Regions from separate parts of the Arachis hypogaea genome. Here region 1 is linked to region 2. A link is a contact called in public Hi-C data. All regions are on one chromosome and are shown on one strand. The core of a region is the stretch at or near the end of the contact, and the rest is flanking DNA. Distances in the headings are between cores, read along the strand shown.

Region 1 (5,691 bases), core at 1,866-4,365, 70 kb before region 2:
TTTCCCAAATTTAGAATTAATTAAGAAAGAACTATTTTTTACCATCATATTGCCTGAATACTGCACCAAATATAGCATTATGGAGATGTAATTGTCACATCACGAAAGCCATATCCAGATAAGCTAATAAGTAGCTTGAGAAATAGCACTATACTTGAAATTGTAAGAAAATTGAAGAAGTGTATGTGTTTTGGATGATTAAACTGTACATTACACTATATATAGACACCTGGTGAATATTTCCTAAAATACCAACACTCAGTTTCTCTGCAAACATATTTACCCTATCGGCTTAAAATTGTAAAGAAATTTAAATGCTCTATCGGATTCATAATTTCTAAGGTATTTACAACCAATAATTTTGGAAACCAAAGTCTAAGGGTCAATAACAGAGCATGTGCCCTTGTATATGTATAATGATTGTAGTAGAAGTTGGTCAGAACTCAAATGAAAATGTTAGCAAAAATTTTCATCCCCTGAATATTATATTACTTATTTGGTGAAAAACTAGTATGAGCATATTTTCTAGTATCTCTGAATATAAAACATGCACGAATAAAAGGTCAATAAATTTCAATAATGCATCTAAATTCCATTATTACTAAGATGGAGAATCAAACATTATTACTCTAGAATTAGAAGGAGGAATAAATCTGCTCCACAAAGGTTCAACATTAAACTATTAAGGTCAAACATAATTCAGTTAAGACGAAAAATACAGCAAAGAAAATATTTATCATTTATATTCAATGCTCAAAGTAGAATCTGAATTTTATAACAAATGTTTATACCAATAAAAGAGATCAGAAAGCATTTTTTATGTACGCTACCTATAAGACTCTAGCAAACAATTGTTATATAGAGTAAGACTTTTGAAATACAACCAGGTACCAAAATATGGAATGACATACCTCTGCAGAACGGCATGCTAAGAGATGAGGGGTCAGGCCTAATGCTCTAAGTTCCCTGACACTGTGTTGTGTAGGCTTTGTTTTCTGGAATTAGGATATTGTACACAATAAATGAGAAAGAAATCTGTTTTAAATAAAAGTATGCAACAGTAGTCCACAAATAACTAAGTATTACTTGCTCTCCCACTACACCCAAAACCGGTATCAGGCTAACATGGATGAGGCAGAAGTTGTCAGGCCCTGAGAAAGAATATTGAGAAAAATGCAAGAGATGTATTATATGACAAGATACATACACTTCATAGCCGCATAGAGAAAAAGTTTTTTTATAAAAAAAAAGAATCATATCAATTAATGACTTCACTGAACCACACAATAGCATTATGCATAATAAATTAATGATGCAGTGATGCAACACCATTATACGTGACTGGAACAATGATATAGCATGTAAATAAAAGAATCATGCAGCAAATTGCCCTGAAAAAGAAATGTCCACACACTGAAGTTATCAAATACGTTTTAAACCCCTGCCAAGCTTATATGAATTGCACAAGAGGTAACCATAGAAGTTTATATAACTAAGGAATCATTGAAAATGCTTTTTCTCACAATAGAAAATTGAAAATGCTTCTCACCATAGAATAATAAGCCAATGATAAAATTAAATTAATCAATAATTTCCACAAAACCAAAAAAAAGGCAGTGAATAGTATGAAAATATATCAAGTAACGTTATTCTAAAATCATAAACATGCTAATCTAGTGTCATACCCACTGAAAAAGACAACTGCCTTAGAGCCTCAATAAATGGCATAGATTCAATGTCCCCTGCATAAAGAAAAACAGACTCCTCCTTTATCAACTGTAGTGGATATTGCAGCATAAACAGAATCATATTTAATTTAAAGAAAAAAAAAAGGAGGTGGGGGAAGAAAAAACTTACCAACTGTACCACCCAGCTCAATCACACAAACATCTGCCGGCCCTTCCTGCCCATCGACCGGAATTGCGGCAACTGATTGAACCCAATCCTTAATGGCATCAGTGATATGTGGAACAACCTGTTTCAAAACGCCATGAAACTCAATAAGAGTCGACATGCAGCCCTGCAAGCAAAACAAACAAGTAACGACAAATATATAACTAAAAATCACCTGAACAGTTTTTCCAAGATAATCTCCTCTACGTTCCTTCTCAAGAACAGACTGATCAAAACAAAAAACCAAACACAAACAAAGCGTTAAACCACAAAAATAATTAAAAAAAAAAAAGAAGAAGAAGATAAAATCAATTTCCACAGAACAATTACTTTCACAAGCACCTGGTATATTTTCCCCGTGGTGATGTTGTTATCCTTCGTAAGCGTAACATCCAAGAAGCGCTCGTAATTTCCCAAATCCAAATCCACCTTTAATTAATTTTTTTTTTTCAATTTTCCAAGTCAAACCAAAAACGACTAAAATAAAGTAATTTTCCAACGGCACAGCAACTACAAGACATGCAAATTCAAATTCAAATTCAAATTAATAAAAGAAAGAAGAATAGAAACCTCTCCTCCGTCGTCGAGAACAAAAACCTCTCCATGCTCAAAGGGAGACATGGTGCCAGCGTCAATATTCAAGTACGGATCTGCATACAATAATAATAAAAATGAATAAATAAAAAACAGAATGTTTTTAAGTGGAAAGAAAAAGAAGCATTGATGAGAGAGAGAAAGAGAGAGAGGTGTAACCAATTTTGATGGAAGTTACGCGGAGGCCGCACGCTTTGAGAACCACTCCTATGCTGCTTGCTGTGACGCCTTTCCCAAGGCCACTAACGACTCCTCCACTGATCAAAACGTACTTCATTTTTTGTTTGTGTTTGTGAAATGGTTAGTTAGTTAGTTGGTTGGTTGTGTTATGTGAGTTGGTTAGATATGGGGTGGTAGAAGGGTGAGAGTGAGAGGCTCTCTTTGTTAAAGTGTAGGCGCAAAGCTATATGATGGAGGCCGAAGCTGAAGCTGAAGCTGAAGCTAAAAAGGTAGCAGTCACTTTCCGAATGCAATTTTAAAAAGAGAAAACCTAGATAGAGAAAAAAAAGGAAAAAGAAAAATGGTGTGTAAACCTCAGGCTCAGGTACTCGACTAACTTGATCAACAATTCGACAATTTTCCTGCTTACGCAAATCCCAAATTCGTCTTGAGCAAATTTAAAATCCCTAACTATGGATATTAGAGTATATACCTAAATAAATTCTTAAAAAATTTTGTATCCGAAGTTTTTGTCTATAAAAATTTTTTATTATATTCTTAAATTTTATAAAAATAAGACATATCTACTTATCAATCTACTTAATATATTAAAATTGGATTTTTCCCCAACTAATGAAAGCGACGTGTCGATCTCTCATGATTCCATTTTTCCTCCAAAATGAACTTTTCTATTCTCTATTCTAAATTATTTTATAAAAAATATATTTATTATAATTATATTATAATTAATATTTAATGAATAATACATAATTATACTAATTTAGGAACATATCTTTATTTTTAGAAAGTATTATTTTTATGTAATTAAAGCACTCTTCTCTCTTCTAAAATTATTTTTAGAAAAATATATTTATTATAATTATATTACAAATAGTATTTAATGAATAATACATGATTATACTAATTTAAAAAAATATCTTTATTTTTAGAAAGTACTATTCTCATGTAATGAAAGCATTATTCTCTCTTCTAAAATTATTTTTAGAAAAATATCTTTATTATAATTATATTATAATTAGCATTTAATAAATAATGCATGATTATACCAATTTAGAAAAATATCTTTATTATAATTATATAAAATAATCTACTTAATATACTAAAATTGGATTTTCCCCCAACTAATGAAAGTAATGTGTCAATTTCTCATGAATTTATTTTCTTTTCAAAATAAAGGTACTATTCTCTCTTCTAAATTTATTTTAAAAATATCTTTATTAGAATTATATTACAATTAGCATTTAATGAATAATGCATAATTATACTGATTTAAAAAATATCTTAATTATAATTATATAAAAAGTTAAACATAAATTTATAATTCTAATTACTATAAACATGATACTAACGTTCATAGTGGTAAATTGATATTGCAATAATTAATTTCTATAATTATTTTTGTATTACTAAAGGCTATATATAGTATTTCTTTGTGGTTAGTGAGTCTAAATCTAAAAATCAAAGCATTTTTTTTCTAATCTGTTGTTCTTTTTTGATTGGGCAATTGTTTCTAAGGAGTTTTGTAGGTCAAGTTCAAGTCACATCCCCTCTACATTTTCTACGTTTGTCCAAAAATATTCGAAGTGGAGCATATAATAAGATCGAATTTTCTCAATTTAGGTTCAATTTTGAAAAATTCCTGCCAACCTTGAAGATAGGGGTGAGCACGGGTAGCGGGTACCCGATTACCAGTCCGAACCCGAACCGAACCAATTAAATTGATTCTGAAACCAACGGATAATCGGGTCCAACCCGAACCAAACCGATAACTTTTGTTAGTGATTGGTTCGAATATCGGTTTTGGGGTGCGAAATCCGAACCAACCCACGAACCCGATCATATATTAATTAAATAAAAAAAATATATATGGTTTTTCCATTAGACAATGATTATTCATTATTAATATGTTTGAATTTTAATGAGTTTAGTTTTTAATGTATTTGGTGTTTAACATGTTTGGATTATTTCTATTGATGTTACATGTTTATTGTACTTGTTGAATTTTTAAGATAAAAATTTGGTTTTTTTTTTATAAATTTCAAAGTCATCGGGTACCCAATTACCCGAACCAAACCAATCCGTTCTTAATCGGTTTGGTTTGGTTCGGATACATGTATAAAAAATACAAATCCAAACCAAACCGAACCAATTATATTTTGATCAGTTCAGTTCTAATTTTACCATAAATCTAAACCAAACCGACCTGTGCTCACCCCTACTTGAAGATGCAATTCAAAGATTGGTACTATATTTAAATTTTTTTTCTCTTAAGCTTTTTGTATTAAAAATAATTTTATAATATATTGTATTTTTTTCAGAAATTACCGGTCTTTTAGTGCATTAATGCAATGCCATTGAAGAGAATAAAAGTCAATTTAATTTGACAATTTTAACAAGAAGATAATCTGAATTTGTACCGATTCTAAGTATTCGATCTTATGATGTTATTTCGGTTGGTTGTTACGAGAATGACTCTAATCTATACATATCTAAGGATTAGAATAGATTAAATATTATTTAAATAATTTAGTTCTAATATTAGTATATTAGTTGATTAAATTAGTTTTAGAGAAATTTAAATTATTGTCTCAATTTATGTATTATGACCATAGTTGTCAGAACCGAACCGGTGATCGAACCGGTCAGGTTACTGGGTCACTGGGTCATTGGTTCAACCGGTGGGTCACTGGTTGAACCGATAGAACCGGTCGTACGTAAATAAAAAATATAAAATAGAAAAAAATTGAATAAAGTGACAATTAGGTCTATCCTTAAAATTTTTTACTTCAAATTAATTAGCCCTTGAAAAAAAATAAAATATCAATTTAGTCCTTCAAGATAGTAAACGATGAACACATTACGTCCCTCCATTAATTTTTCATGTGAAATTTAGTGGTGATGCTTAGATGTCCCTACTAATTAGTCTTAAGTCGAAATCTTCGAAGACCTACTAACTCAATACTCTAAAAAATTTAAAATAAATATCTTTACTAATATTTTAATATGTAAATGTAAATATTAAAA
Region 2 (6,147 bases), core at 2,066-4,565:
AACTCAAGATATCTTGTTGAAAATCAGAAAACGGAAGGTGGAGCCCGAGACATATGAATATCATCTCGTACATCCATAGCCAATCAGGACGGGAGCCCACATGATGGTTATAATGGCAAAGGCAGTCATTCCAATGGGGGAACAGTAAGTACATATAGGTTCCCCAGATCGGAATTGAAGATAACCTCGGCTTCTCGTAAAGCCTCTAGCTCGTCCTGGGTAATGGTGGAAGGAGTGGATTTCACTTCTTCAGAAACCCAAGAATAAGGATCAGCTTGCCGAACTGGAATAGGATGTGGAGCTGGCCCAAAAGATAACGTCCCAACTCGCTCACGAGAAACTATCACCTTTTTCCTTAACATGTCAATATACCTACAAGGGCACCACTACTATGTCACAGAAGGGAAATTTCTCTTTTCCTAAAGGAAAAAAATTCTTTATTCCTAGCATAAAACATCTACAAGTTTCAGAAAGAATGGGAAAAAACCTTATAAATTGTTTATGCCCTAATTAAGGGAAAAAGGCTAAACAGTGGCACCCTCACTAAAGCGATTCAACTACTCAATCATTCAAAAAAATGTCGAGCATATGGAGTGTCACATTTCAAATACACACACAGGCAGGAGCAGTAAAATCTTCATTTCTGCAAAACCCAAGACAACATAGCGAAAATAAGGAAGAGAGAAATATTAGAATTCTTTACCTGAATGAAAGGTAGTAATCGCGAGAGAGAAGGGGTGGAGAGAAAAGTCAAACACTCAGAAGACTCAAGAGAAGTGAAGAAAAAGTGGTCTTTGCTCCTCGAAGATAGAGGAAATTTTTCAGAGGAAGGTTGGAAATGGAAAGTGAAATAAAGTGGAGTTCCTTTTAGAAAAAAATAAATGTGACATTGATTGATGAGGAAAGTAGACGACGGTTTAGAAACCAAGAAGAGTTAAAATCGCTCAGGGAAAACCGAAAGGGTTTTCAAAGAATTTGTTGGCGCTACAAAGTCCAGAAAGAAAAAAAAAAGAAAAAGAAAACTTAAGTGGGCCTAGTCCATTAAAATTTGGGTACACTCGACAAGTTGCAAGTCAAGAGACCCAAGTTTGTGCATTGTTCTATACATGAATAAGCATCAAGAATCCGATTACACGGATTCATACGTTATCGATATCACACAAAGAATATGGATAACGTACCAATAGAATATTAAACTGGAAAAATGGGATGAAACATATATTCAAAGCAATAACTGCTTAACGAATACTAAAGAGAGATATAAAATGGGGGATCCAAAAGCAGGAAAGACACACATTTTTATCCCTACTAAGCGCACTATTGACTTAAGTTTTGGAATGCTTTTGCATGTTGCCCTCCAGGCCTAGTGTGAAAACGATCCATCTCGGGATCTCGGTAACTCATAAACTCGTATCAACCTCTAGGTACGAACAAAGACCTTATTGGTTTTATACATGTAGAATAGATGTAGCAGACGAAGATGAAGACAACTATTTCAAGAAGGAGGAATCTTGTAGAGGAGGCTCCATCAATAGGAACCTATTATCATAGTTGTAAGAATCGACTAGACCGGCCTTTTCGACCAAAAAATCGGTAAACTGGTCACCTGACCGGTCCGGTGGAGCAATTTGACTGAATAAGGAACAGAACCAGAAAGAATCGGGTTGAATTGTCTAGTTTTGATGAAAACCGAAGAACCGGCGATTTTGTGTAACCCAGCTAGTTCGAAACTCTTTTTTTTTTTCTTAAAACGGCATCGTTTTGGGTCATTTTTTTAAAAAAATAAAAAATAAAAACACTCGAATACCCCATTCCCCCTAACCCTAATCCCCTAAACGGAACCCATTTCCCAATAACCCTCTCAGGCTCTAGCCCTCCTTGAAGTCTCTTCCTCACCTCATCGCACCATAGTCTCTTTCAACCTCATCGCAGCCGTCTCGTCTTCTTCATCTCCCTGGACACGGTGCGTCTTTGACGACGTCCCAAGCACCGTCGCGTTTTGGCTCGCAAGTCATCTTCTTCGCCGCGACTCCTTGCTTCGCGTCGTCGTCGTCGTCGTGTCCTCTCCGTTTTATGCGTCCTCTCTCGAACATGTTGGTGGTCTGCTCATTCCTTACTTCTCTGCGTTTTGCATTATCCTATGAAGCACGGACACTTCGCTGAGTTATCGTGTCCGCGTGTCGGACACATTTCGGACACGACACTCACCGACACTCGTCCGACACGCGTGTCTGCTGTGTCCAACCGTGTCTTAATAAAAAATAAAAAATTCTTCTCCAGACACGTCTGGACACACCTAAATACCATCACGTGTCCGCATGTCCAGTCTTATTCTTAACATATATTCCTAAAATAAATTTAGATATAGTATATATTATTATTTATTAAAACAAAAAATATTTTAAATACTTGATATAATTAAAATAAGATATTAAAAATAATTAAAATTTTTAATTTATATTTTAATATCAATAAAATATCAAAATATCATTACAATTTATCTAAAAAATACTTTATATTTTATATATATGCGTGTCTCCGTGTCATGTAAGATTTTAAAATTCGCGTGTCGGCGTGTCCCGTGTCGTGTCGTGTCCCGTGTCATAGGCATTATCTCTGTTTTTTTTTAGTTATTCTATTTATGTTATGTTGTTAATTATAACTGATTGAATTTGTTGATTTTTTATTATGAATTTGTTAATTTTTTATTATAAATTTTTTGAAAATGTTGAATTTTTTATTATGAATTTGTTTAGGTTAATGGCAGATTGATATTTTTTTTTTCTGATTATTAGTGCTTATAGTTATTTTTGTTGATGTTGCTATGAATTTAAGGTTGCTGAATAGGAAATAAGAAATAGGTAATTAATTTTTTACAATTTTATACTTTTTATTTATGTGAAACCAATTTTATTGGTTCAACCAGTGATTTATCGATTAAACCAATAAACCAATAACTTGACCAATTTAATCATTGATTCGCTTCTTACAACTATGCCTATTATTAAGTATTATTCTCACTAATATATTGTATATTAAAATTAATTACCAACACAACAATTTCTCATCACGTGCATAAACATTATAAAATAGCATATTCCTTGTAGCAACACTTCAAAATACGTAAAAGATATCTCCTCCTAAAACACTTGTTTTAAACACTGGCTGCCATTCTTGACAAAAAAAAAAAAAAAACACTGGCTGCCATTGGCTGTCACCGTAAAGCTATACTTATAGAAGTTAATAGGCATTCTATACAGGAGAACTCGCCAAATACTAATACATAGTATGTAGGATGATTTTATTGTTAATCTTAAACCCAATTTGATCGGTTTTGACAACAATGTGACCTCCATGGCTCCATTAAGAAAGGGATAAGTGCGACACTTACAACATCCAAAAAAAAAATGAGCAATTTTGGGCTCATACTAGCCCTAAAAATAACAAACAAAAATACAAAAATAGGTAAAACACTTCAAGTATGGGCTTAAGAAGAAATCCAAATAAAGAATACACCATCTTCTTCCTCCCTCGTCTTCTTCAACTTGAGGCTTTTTTTCTTTAACTTTTAAGTAGTCTTAGCGCCAAAATTCGCTCTTATCTATTCCATCGCTGTTCTTATTAAAAAATGACAAATAAAATACGGTTCAAGACCTAATACATCCAAATAAAATTAAAAAAAAATAATAAATTATTAAAATTTATTTTTTGACCATAAATTAATCATTAATATTTTTAAATATAGACTAAAAATATATTCTTGAGCTACTAAACTAAAAAAACTGAATTGATGATTAAAAATAATGGTTAAAAATAATAAATTTTGATAGTTTTTGAATATTTTCATAAAATAAAATAACATGTACATGAACTAATCCAATGCTTGAAACATGACTACAAAGGAACCACTCCATTGATTTTGATTACTCCTTCTCCTTGTGGCCACACTAATACAACTTGAAAACTCTTGGAAGATAAACAGGCAAAAGAAATCCAAACAAATTGAAACACAATGTCATGTTATGGAGCCCTACCAATATTTAGAATACTTGTTGTTCGGTAGGTCGGATATCGGACGGGTCGGGTGAGTATCTCGATCAATAGGGGAGAAATCGACTGGACGTACGTCTCCGGATTGGGGGGTAAGCGAGGTCCCAAGTTCTTCAGATGTGGAAGGGAGGTGTCACCTGCAAAGACACTCCGATGCTTAAGTCAGTGGGTTGTGCAGGCGAAAAGAGGCGTGATTGGTATGTGACGTACCTTGGGGGAAGGGTAGGTCCTTCCCCATATATACCGTATCAGAGGTAGGCCCTGCAGGGACAGGCCCACCTTCTTCAAGGCCTCCCTTGCACAGCTGTAGCAAAGCTGTCAGGGACGCGTGTCCGGGTTGGAACCTGAGCATCTCCCCCGACCCTGCTCAGGTCGGGCCGACTCGTAAACTGCTTGGGTCAGGCCGTAACACTTGTCAAATGATCCCAATATTATTTTATGATCCAAAAGGTTCTATTTAATATTTATAGGCAATTCTAGAAATTAAAATATCAATGAACTGGCACTGTGGCACAAACGTTTATTAAAGTCCTTGCTTTCTTTTGGGGTGAGTAACCCGTCGTAACTGCATCCAACTTCTCCTAACCACTTCCATAAATTACAGCTTGAGCTTGACAAAGTCCTTTTGTCAGAAACGCCTCTTGTGGAAGAGATTATTTTCACTAATATTATTTATTTTTGACATAACTCCTCTACATGTCTCCTAGATTGCGTGAACTTGGAGACTCTCTCATCATGCAACAGAAGAGGGTTGTTTATTGGATTGGGTTCTATGGGTTTGGCGATTTTCGTGGGTTAAAGATAATAGAAATAGGATGGGAACATGAACTTCCGGACTAGATAATTATTTATAGAGTCCACAAAAACCGTGAGAGTCATATCTACAAAGAAATTTCAATGGTCAAGTCAAAAAGAGTGCTAGAAATAGTTAGGGGATTGAGTTTAGATGTTACCAAAAGTGTGAAAGTGATGACGATGGAAAAGTTCTATGTGAGATAGAAATTAGGGATGGTGTATGTAGATACCAAGGTTCCGCAAAACCAAATTGATAAATGAATGTAAAATTAGAAGTTCAAAAATTTAATGGTTTAAGTGTGGTTTAATTGAAGAATTTAATTTTAATTTATTGTTAATCACATAACACTACGTCATCAAAAATAGTTAGTGATGGTAATCAGTGGCTAAGAGAAAGGGGGTTGAATCTTAGTCCCTCTTTTTTGCTGAATATTACTTTCTGCTTTTTAAGATAGTTTCAGGAGATATTTTTATTTTTTGTCTCATAACAAGTCAAGAGACATTTTCTTTTTGTCTCGTAACCGGTTAGTAAATATTTTTCAATTTTGTCTCCTACGCAATAGAATCAAAAATGGAGTAGATGAGAAAGAGAGAATCACTCCCAGAAGTATCCTGGTTCAGCTGTTAAGTGCAATGCAGCCTACATCCAGTCTCCATCACAATAGTGACGGAATTTCACTATAATCAACAGATTACATACACCAATTCTTCCCTATGAACTACCCATTCCTATCCGGGACAAGTCCAGAATCTACCCCCAAAACTGAACTTGACTTGGACCACTGCCAAGCTTTCAACTGTAAAGTACTAACTCAACTTGCAAGGGAACAAGTCCAAATTCTACCCCAACCTGAACTTGACTAGACCTCAATCTAGCTTTCAACCGCAAAGTGCTAACCCAACTTGTAAGGGAATCCCCTCAGGATCATGACAACAAAACAGAAATACATACAAAGAATTTCTGAGATAATAATGGCTTTTTCTTTAACTTTGCCTTTTTCCACCCATTGGTTTTTTCTTACAAAACCTCACATTTTGCCTTTTACCAATGAAACACAGACAGACTAAACTGAGATAAAGAAATAATCAATGAAAGCCATGAAGGAGAAGAATAAACAGCTCAAAGAGTTATGGGAACCCAAACATGTGCTCTCACTCCTTGTCTCAATCCTTGGCCGTTCACCCTTATTATAGAAGGGGAAGCTTTCAAGGTTGAAACCGGTTCAACCAAGTCACTTTCTTCTTCTTCAATACAAAGGCCGGTTCAGACAGAGAGAAAAGAGAGGGAAAACCGAAAGCAAA

The links. A called contact is a pair of places that touch in the nucleus more often than the background predicts.
Region 1: a Hi-C map of leaf shows a contact between it and region 2, with 2.5 times the contacts expected there. The contact joins the promoter of LOC112776176 here to the enhancer-like site in region 2. A contact is called at or near these places in 2 of 8 Hi-C or Micro-C datasets (both in leaf).

The regions. Positions count from the first base shown.
Region 1 is chr19:19,050,325-19,056,015 of arahy.Tifrunner.gnm2.J5K5, reverse strand. It overlaps LOC112776176, which reads right to left and starts at 3,115. Exons shown (of 23, transcript XM_029295606.2): 1 at 2,647-3,115; 2 at 2,464-2,543; 3 at 2,236-2,322; 4 at 2,069-2,119; 5 at 1,858-1,975; 6 at 1,686-1,742; 7 at 1,087-1,151; 8 at 912-995. The coding sequence starts at 2,764.
Region 2 is chr19:18,980,564-18,986,710 of arahy.Tifrunner.gnm2.J5K5, reverse strand. No RefSeq gene overlaps it. Among protein-coding and RNA genes, the nearest start is that of LOC112776097, 12 kb to the right of the region's middle. Within about 2 kb of position 3,315, at least 2 of the 3 cell types and tissues checked have open chromatin away from gene starts, as enhancers often do.